Regions from separate parts of the Macaca mulatta genome. Here region 2 is linked to region 1. A link is a contact called in public Hi-C data. All regions are on one chromosome and are shown on one strand. The core of a region is the stretch at or near the end of the contact, and the rest is flanking DNA. Distances in the headings are between cores, read along the strand shown.

Evidence for each region. Hi-C and Micro-C count contacts between places; a contact is called where the count stands out from the background.
Region 2: a Hi-C map of fibroblasts shows a contact between it and region 1, with 2.0 times the contacts expected there. The contact joins the promoter of FMNL2 here to the promoter of STAM2 in region 1. A contact is called at or near these places in 4 of 14 Hi-C or Micro-C datasets (blood, fetal cortex germinal zone, fetal cortical plate and 1 more).

The regions. Positions count from the first base shown.
Region 1 is chr12:57,103,397-57,107,813 of T2T-MMU8v2.0, forward strand. It overlaps STAM2 (signal transducing adaptor molecule 2), which reads right to left and starts at 1,783. Exons shown (of 15, transcript XM_077956997.1): 1 at 1,618-1,783.
Region 2 is chr12:57,242,829-57,247,245 of T2T-MMU8v2.0, forward strand. It overlaps FMNL2 (formin like 2), which reads left to right and starts at 2,202. Exons shown (of 27, transcript XM_028830704.2): 1 at 2,202-2,752. The coding sequence starts at 2,636.

The sequences.
Region 1 (4,417 bases), core at 533-3,032:
TTTTTGTTTTTGTTTTTTAAATTTCAACAGCAGTGCCTCCTTTACAACTGTGGGACTAAACTGTGATCCACTAAACCATGCTGGAGCCTCGGGAGCCAGGCAGGGAAAGGTTTAGAACAGAACAGTAGGAGTAACTCTGCCTACTATCCACCAGAGAATTTTTCCATCAGAAAACAATCAACTTCCAAGAAAGATTTACCTTAAAGAAAAGAGTTCACGGTTTTTAAGTTTTAAAATCATTTGTCTAATTCTATTTTGTACCTTCTGTTTTATTTCATTACAACAGAACCAAAGTGTTCTTTTAAAAGCAATTTTTTAAAAGTACAAGTTGCACAAAGGTAGTATGATTCAAACAAAAGAATAAATACTGCAATGAAGTGTTCCAAAAGGAAACAGTGAGCCTCAGAGTGATGTTTCCCAGATTTATGCCAGTCACCTGTATTCAGCCACCAAGAAAAAAGTTGAATGAAATAAGGAACATACAAATTTGAACTATTTACATATATTATTTGGCTCAAACATATTTTTTTAAATGGCTTAGGGATTACACAACGTACCAGAATAGGGCAGTTTCTGCAGTTTCCTAATAACCAAATGTTAACCAAGAAACAGGTGAATTACTGCCCAAGATGTGCTGTATTCTTGTGAGTCCCCCCGCCCCAACCCCATTTTCAAGTTCTAAAAATTTACCTAGAGTTCTGTTAACTAAGGCTACAAAAAGAAACAAAAAACAAACCTGTAGTCCCAGCTACTCGGGAAGGGAAAACGGACGTGGAGGCTGAGGCGAGAGGAATTCTAGTCGCACCTGGGCAACATAGTGAGACTCAGACTCTCAAAAATACATACATATATGTCTGTTTGTTTTAGTGTTACTCAAATTTCCAAAATAATTTCGTATATATCTTGTCCATGTTTTTCTCATTCTATAGTCACTCAGACCAGCGCTTTATGACCGCAACAAGTAAAATACTTGTTGTTCTGGAGTGTTTTGAGACTCGAGATTTCCTTTTCATACTCTAAAACAGAACATCTCCTAGCACCCGTGCAATCTTTGCAATTCGGGGATGAAGAGCAACACCTTTACAACTGCAATAAATCTTAAGACTACCCTATCAGGGATTGAATGCAAGAGTAATATAAATAATGGGAAGTAAGTTCTTCCTATCCAATGCGGCTGTCTAGGTGTTAAGTGTCTGGTGTTGGGCTTCTCTAGACAGTAGGGTCTCCACTGCTGCATCATCCTCAAAAAATGATGGGGCAGACACAGAGATAACTAGCTGTCGAACGAGCAGGAAGTTTTTAATCACCAACTACACAATTACTTAATCAGTCCAGTCTCCAGCGAGCCCTAGGCTCTTCCCAAATCCTACGCTTGGAAGGGAGAACGGCCCTTTGAGCGTCCCCAAATTCACGCGGCAGGAAGCACTCCCCAAATCGCTAGCGACGCGCCGAGGTTGCCCCCAGAAAAATCCCAACGTCGAAGTAGCGGGCGGCACCGCCCCTCCCCTCCCTACTCTTGGCTTCCTAGTCCGGAGTCGCTACCGCCCACTTTCTAGCTGGACAAACAGCAGTCCAGGGCCGGGCACAGAGCAGTCCAGGACCGGGCACAACACTCACCCACGTCTTGCTCGAAGGGGTTGGCGGTGAACAAAGGCATCTCGCCGGCGCCCGAGCCCTACTCGCTGCTGTCTAGCTGAGACTCCGCAACTGCTCCCCGCCGGGTGACCCGCGGCCACGGCTCCCTAGACCGCTCCGCTTCGGCCTCCGTCCCCGCACTTCCGCCACCGCACCTGCCCGGCTCCTGCCTGACGGGCCGGCTCGGAGTCCACCCTTCGACCCCGCGCTCCTGTCCCAACTTTTCTCCCGGGGCAAGATCCCTCCGATCACGGGCGTCCTCCCAAGGCCTTTGTCGCTGCCCCAGTCCCAGACTTTTGTAGGGGTCAGGCGGCCGCTACGGCCACCTTTCCAGCGCTAGGACCCCGGCGAGCCACGGAGCCGGGGACCTTTGGAGCCGGAAGTAGTCCTGCCTGGAACTGGACGACCCCGGAAGCTGCAGTGCCGGCGGCGGCGCGGCAGGGGGCGCGGTTGCCTGTGGTTTTTCGCGTTGGACGCCGGCTCTGAGGGCCTTGTTCTTGTCGCTAATTTAGTTGGTTCCAGAGCGGCAGGACTCGTAGCTAGAGAACGAGGAGCCACGATGCGTACGCGTTACAGTCCTGTTTCCCTAGAAACGGAGCCGCCGGCGCAGAGGTGGCTTTGAGATTCTGCGAAAGACCTGACTGCTCTCGAACACTTACTGTGTTGCACCCTCCCTGGGCGCCCAATCCAAACCCCGTCGGAATAACCACCCGGGACAGCGGTGGTCGAAGTAACTACGCCTAACTTTTCGCTTTCCATCGTGTCCCCCCATAAAAACACTGCTGGACCCCGGGAATCCAAAGTCGAAGGAGGCACACTCCCTGCCTTAGAGAATTTTATAGGGGCAGTGCATAACGTACATGATGGTGTATGGCGATTCGGATAGTAGTACAAGTCATAAACTCAAATTCCTATAGGATCCAGGCAGGTATTTAAATGAATGCAAAAGCCCGGCACCCTTCCCACCCACATATTCTCTGCTCCTCTTAGAAAACTGTAGTAATGATTATGTTGCCTGTCTCTCTCCTCCTCATTAGATTATAAACTCCCCGATGAGTTTTGGTCACTACTGTATCCCCATCGTCTAAAACAGTGTCCCAAGTAATAGGTGCTCAATACTTTTCGAATGAAGCTGTAACTTTCTAACCGAACAGTGCATATCTAAAGATGTCAACTATTGGCAAATTTCAGCCATTTGTTGAAATGCGGGTCCTACTAGAGTTTGCAATTTTTTAACGATTTTTAAATGTTGAGAATTACTCCAACATTTTAAATAATGGATTAATCAAAACCATTTTACAATCTCCAGTATAAAGACCTGATGCTATAAAGAGAGAGCTCATACACATTCAGAAAGGTGGTTGCATTTTATAAAGTTAGGGGCACAAATGAGAAGGAATTGTGTAGGTGAAGGGGCTGTTTTTCATAGAATGTTGAACCTAGGATGTTCAAGATAAATTGGGAGGCTGGGCATGGTGGCTCATGCCTGTAATCCCAGCACTTTGGGAGGTCAAGGCGGGCAGATTGCTTGAGGCCAGGAGTTCAAGACCAGCCTGGCTAACATGGCGAAAACCCATCTCTATTAAAAATACAAAAATTAGCCAGGCATGATGGCGCAGGCCTGTAATGCCAACTTCTTGGGAGGCTGAGGCACAAGAATCGCTTGAGCCCAGGAGGCGGAGGTTACAGTGAGCCAAGATCAGGCGACTGCGCTCAAGCCTGGGCAACACAGCAAGACTGTCTCAAAAAAAAAAAAAAAAAGTTGGAGATTTTTTGGGCAGATAAAGAATTTTTGTCTAAGACTTAGTGTTGGAATGGAAAACAAGGCTAACTAGGGATAAGAGGAAACAGATTGAGAAGAATTTTAAAGGGCAAGCTGGGAAATTTTTATTTTAAGGCACTCAATAATTATTTAAGGATATTGAGTAGCAAAATAGTATAATTTTTTTTTTTTTTTTGAGATGGAGTCTCGCTCTGTCACCAAGGCTGGAGTGCAGTGGTGAGATTTCGGCTCACTGCAAGCTCCGCCTCCTGGGTTCACGCCATTCTCCCGCCTCAGCCTCCTGAGTAGCTGGGATTACAGGCGACCACCACCACGCCCGGCTACTTTTGTTTTTGTATTTTTAGTAGAAATGGGGTTTCACCATGTTAGTCAGAATGGTCTCGATCTCCTGACCTCGTGATCTGCCTGCCTCGGCCTCCCAAAGTGCTGGGATTACAGGCGTGAGCCACCACGCCTGGCCGCAGAATGGTATATTTTTAAAAAGAGTTTTCAGAATATAGTCTGACATCAGTGTGCATGACATATATAAAAACGCAGACCCAGTCAGAACAGTTTAAGAGGCTATTATGCTTGAAACCATAAGAGGAAATATTGTGGAGAAGCTTGTATTAAGAGCAGGAGACTGTCAGGTGTGGTGGCACACGCCTGTAATCCCAACTACTTGGGAGACTGAGGCAGGAGGATCGCTTTGAGCCCAGGAGTTGGAAACCAGCCTGGACAACATAGCAAGACCCCAGTCACAATTGGAAAAAAAAAAAAAAACAAGCCAGGCAAGGTGTTTCATACCTGTAATCCCAGCACTTTGGGAGGCTGAGTTGGATGAATTGCTTGAGCCCAGGAGTTCCAGACCAGTCTGCACAACATGGCAAAATCCCATCTGTACAAAAAATACAAAAACTAACCAGGTGTGGTCGTGCACGCGCAGCTACTTGGGAGGCTGAGGTGGGACGATCACCTGAGCCCAGGATTTCAAGGATACAGTGAGCTATGATTGTGCCA
Region 2 (4,417 bases), core at 952-3,451, 140 kb after region 1:
AGACATTTTCTTTTTTGCCAATATTTTGCACATGAGTTATAACAAATCATATATAATAATAATAATAAATGGAATATGCATTTTTAAATGATTGCTTGATTTTAATTTTGTGGGGAAGAGTGCTACAATTAAGGTGATATAAATGTCTTTTCTTTTCTTTCCCTCCATGCCTTCTCCCCCCAAAAAATTTCCTAAGATTTTGATGGAAGTTCTTATAGAAATTGTACAGTCCTATGGAGTATTTATTTCTCCTCTTAATAATCACAAATAACAACCAAATATTAGAGATTCCAAACATTGAAATGGCAGGAAAGTTCTTTTGGTTCATAGATTTGCACACTTTGTCCTTGGCTTCCCTCAAAGTGTGAGCTTATGAGAGAGACTAGATGTGATAAGACTTAAAGGGAGAAAAAGGTTTCTGGCAGAAATATAGCCGCAGGGAGCCATAAATGTAATCGAAAAGGCTTTCTCAACTGCAGAAAAGAATTCCAGCCTTTTTATTCAGATGGGCAACCCTCTGGGTGGGCTGATTTTGTGAGTCAATCAGATCCAAAGTATATGTCTAGAGATTACAAAGGAAATAAATACATTTGTGGGTCAGAAATGTCTCACCTGGTCCAAACTGCTTTCTTTCTCACTCATTTTCATTAGTTTGGGGTGTGTGTATATCTAAAACTCCCTGCTTTTCTCTCAGATCAGTAACACATTTGCCACTAACTTTGATACGGCATTACTTTAGAAATACAGGTTACAGTTATTCAGAATTTTAAGTTGAATTTATTTATACTCTCTCCATTCTTTAAAGACTAGAAGTGGTTTAATAGAACACACATGATGTATTTGTGTGTATTTGTGTCATATGCTTTTGGAAAAAGTCACTTGTCAATTCTGCAAATAGTTCTTGGGGTGTCTGCTATGTTTAAAGAATCTTGAAGTTTATAAAGATGAATGAAATGTCCTTGATGATTGAATCTTGGTGTACTAACTTGTCCAGAAACACTTGCTATTTACTAAAAGCATAACAACATTACCTGCATATCAAAATCACCTGGGGAGCTTGTTAAACATACACCGGCCCAGGCTCCAGCTCTCGGCTTAAGGAGATTCTGATAATACGCAGAGCTCAAGGTGTGTGTAGTTTTAACAAAAAGCTTCCCAAGTGAATCTGATACACATCTAGGATTAAGAAACACTGCTTTAAACTAAGAAAGGACTAACTGCAGAAGTTCAGCCACAAGTCAACCAGATGTATGCCCTTAACATTCACATGAGCAGTTGGCTAAAGTCTCTTATAAGGCTATTTCTATTTCCGAGGTTTCAGAATGGGTTGTTACAGTCTGAAACACACCCCAGAGGACAGAGTCAGGTCTAATCTTTTCTGTAAGACACCTTGCTCGAGACTGCTGTGAAGGAATAAGAGAGCTGCAGTCAAAGATCATCCCAAAGCCTCCCAGAACACTCTATAATTATATCCATCTCACATGAAACATGGGTGTGTAAATTTTCTCCTTCGCTAGATTGGCAAGTATTCCAGTACAGGGCAAGTCTCTTTTTTTTTCCTTCCACCAAGGAACACAATAACCCATACATAATAGGTGTTTGACAGGTGTTTTTTGTTTTTCTTTTAATTGAATTGAATCCTTACCCAGTTCCCAGGGGCTGACTATATATACCCATAAATTATACATTTGTTTATAGAACATTTCAATCACACCAAAGAACATATATATGGAAGAAAGAACGATGAACAAGCACCCATGGACCCCCCACCGCCACCCCCCCGTTTATGAAACAGGACTTTGCCAATGCTTTTGAAGTTCCTTATTGAACTAGATCTTTCAAAAACAGCAACGATTTTCTGAATTTTAATCAGAAGGCATGCATTCCTTCATTCATTGATTGGATTCCGTCATGGTCAGACCTGCCTACCAAGTGTCAACATGATATACACAATGTAGGTATTCTACTGTTGGGGTGAGGAGGGTCAAAAGTGACATAAGCTATCTCCAGAGACGTACGGATCGCCCTTGCTGCAAATGGCCCCAACTCGGCCTGGCGCTCTGGAGCGGGCGTGGTTTCTGCGCGCGGACACTTTGGGCAGAAACTACGCGTCCCGGCAGTCCTCGGGGCGAGTGGGCGGAGCCGGGCCGGGGGCGGGGGCCGGGCGAGAGGGGGCATTGTGTAGGGGAGCGCGGAGCTGCATTTGTCTGCTGGAGGTGTTAGCCGATCAGGCGCAGCCGTGGCCGGCAAGGGCTGGAAGTGTCAGAGGCGGCCGCGGGCCCGGCAGAAGGCCGAGTAGGAGGAACCACGCGTCGGGGGCCGCGATCTCTAGCAGGGGGCGGTGTGCCAGCGGAGCACCATGCACACAGGCGCCCAGCGCCCCGACTACCCCTCCCGAGGAAAAGAGGCCGGGGCCGCGCTGGGGCGGCGGAGAGCATGAGGGAGGCCGGGGGGCGGCTCGGCTTGGAGCGCTGCTAGGGAGCGGTGCGCGCCGCACACCCGCCTGGGCGCGGCGGAGGGTGGGGAGCCGGGCAGGTCGCGCCTGCAGGCGGGAGCCGACCGCCGGGAGCTGTTCTGATTTCCGACGCGCACGCTAGGGGCCCGGAGCAGCCCCCGGCCCCGGCGCGCCGCCGACATGGGCAACGCGGGGAGCATGGATTCGCAGCAGACCGATTTCAGGGCGCACAACGTGCCTTTGAAGCTGCCGATGCCCGAGCCAGGTGAACTGGAGGAGCGATTTGCCATCGTGCTGGTGAGTGCGCGGCGGCGGCCGGGCGCGGGGACCCGGGGCCCCCGGCCGGGCGGCGCAGCTGACCCCCGCCCCTCCCCTTCGCCCGGTGCCGGGAGCGAGCCTCCATTCCCGTGGGGTAGGCTCCCACTTTCCCCTTTGTGGCCCCCAGCACTCCTCTTCACCCCCCTGGCAGTCTCCCGGGCTCAGCCTCTCGGGGTCCCGTGATGGGGATGGGGGCTCCGGGCGGGCTGCCCAGCCAGCCCCGAACCCATTGTCTGGCTGGAGAGGCACCTCACGGCGCGTGTGCCCGGGAGGTGCGGCGTGGGCGTGAAGGGAAGGTGGCGCGGGCTTGGGAGGAGGAGGCGGCGAGCCGCTTAGGCTTTTTTTTTTTTTTTTTTAAACAAAACAAAACAAAAAACCCTGAGCCCCTGCGGACCATCCCTCGGGCGGCCAGCCCTGGACCTGCGAAGTCCCCGGCAGATGGGGCGCGTGTGGCCGGCCGTAGGCGCCGCGCCGGGCGATGAGCGGAGGCGAACTTGGAGGGCGGACGTCGTGGCTTGGCCAAGGGGAGCTTCCCCGAAAGGGAAAGGGGAGACCCACAGCAGTGCGGCGCCTCGGCCCTTGGAGAGGAGCAGGGGCGTCTGAAACCCAGGCTGGGGAGAACCTCAGCGCGTTCCCTCTAGACTTAAATCTTAAACCACAAAAATGTGCAGTTTTGCGGGGACGTGTTGCGAGCTGTCCTGACTGCACGGGCGACCCCTCCTCTCCTCTTGCACTCCCGGCCAGGTCCCCCGCTCCCTGCTGCATTCCGCTTCTCCCAGCTTTCCAGCTCCTCGAATCCAGGACTCTGAAAACTCCTCTCTTTCTCCCTTTCCTGCTGGGACTGTGTCTGGGCCCCTCCCAGCCGAGGCTTGTGCTGTGAGCTGCAGAGGGTGTGGCGGCTTGCCCCAGCCAGGATCTGGACTGCAGTTGGTCCCCAGACTTCTAGTTTTAGCGTCCCAGCCTCTTCTAAGGGATGTTGGGAGGGACACAGGAGAGATTGGACGCATTCCTATTCCTTACACTTGTACACTTCTCTTTTCCTAGTTGGTTACCTCTAAACTCCGCAAGACTAGGCAGCAAGGGAAACTCGTGATCCGGGCAGCCAACGATTGTGCCTGCCTGCGGGTTTTCTTTTCTTCTTTTGTTTTCATGAAAACTTACAACTTTGGCAGAGGACTCGAGTTCTAGATCAAAAATCGGTTTTCTGAGGTCTGCTCAGCGACAGGACGTTCAAATTGCCTGCCTTCAGGCCTTGAAAAAGGGATGGTTTGGTATGGGAAATGATGTTCTGGATGGCAGGTTAGCTGTGTGCTCTTTAGGAGAACTGAGCTCTCTCTCCCGCCACCTGGAAACTCTGGTGTGGCCGTCGGGGAGATAGATGAGGTTGCTTGGGTTGCTTTGCATCTCCTGTGATCTCCCACAGCTGCTCCCACCGTTGTGCAAGATGGGACATTCAAATGAAACGGCCTAGGCATAATTCTTAAGGCGGCCTGGGTGCATACCTGACCTGCTTTACCAGAGACAAACGTTTTTCTTCAAAACCCTCTTCCTACTAGACATGTGGTTCTTACCTGCTGGCTCTGGCTTTTTTTCCGCCCGACGCTGGCTTTTTTGTTTTTCCATCTATGCTGTGGTGCTCTGTGT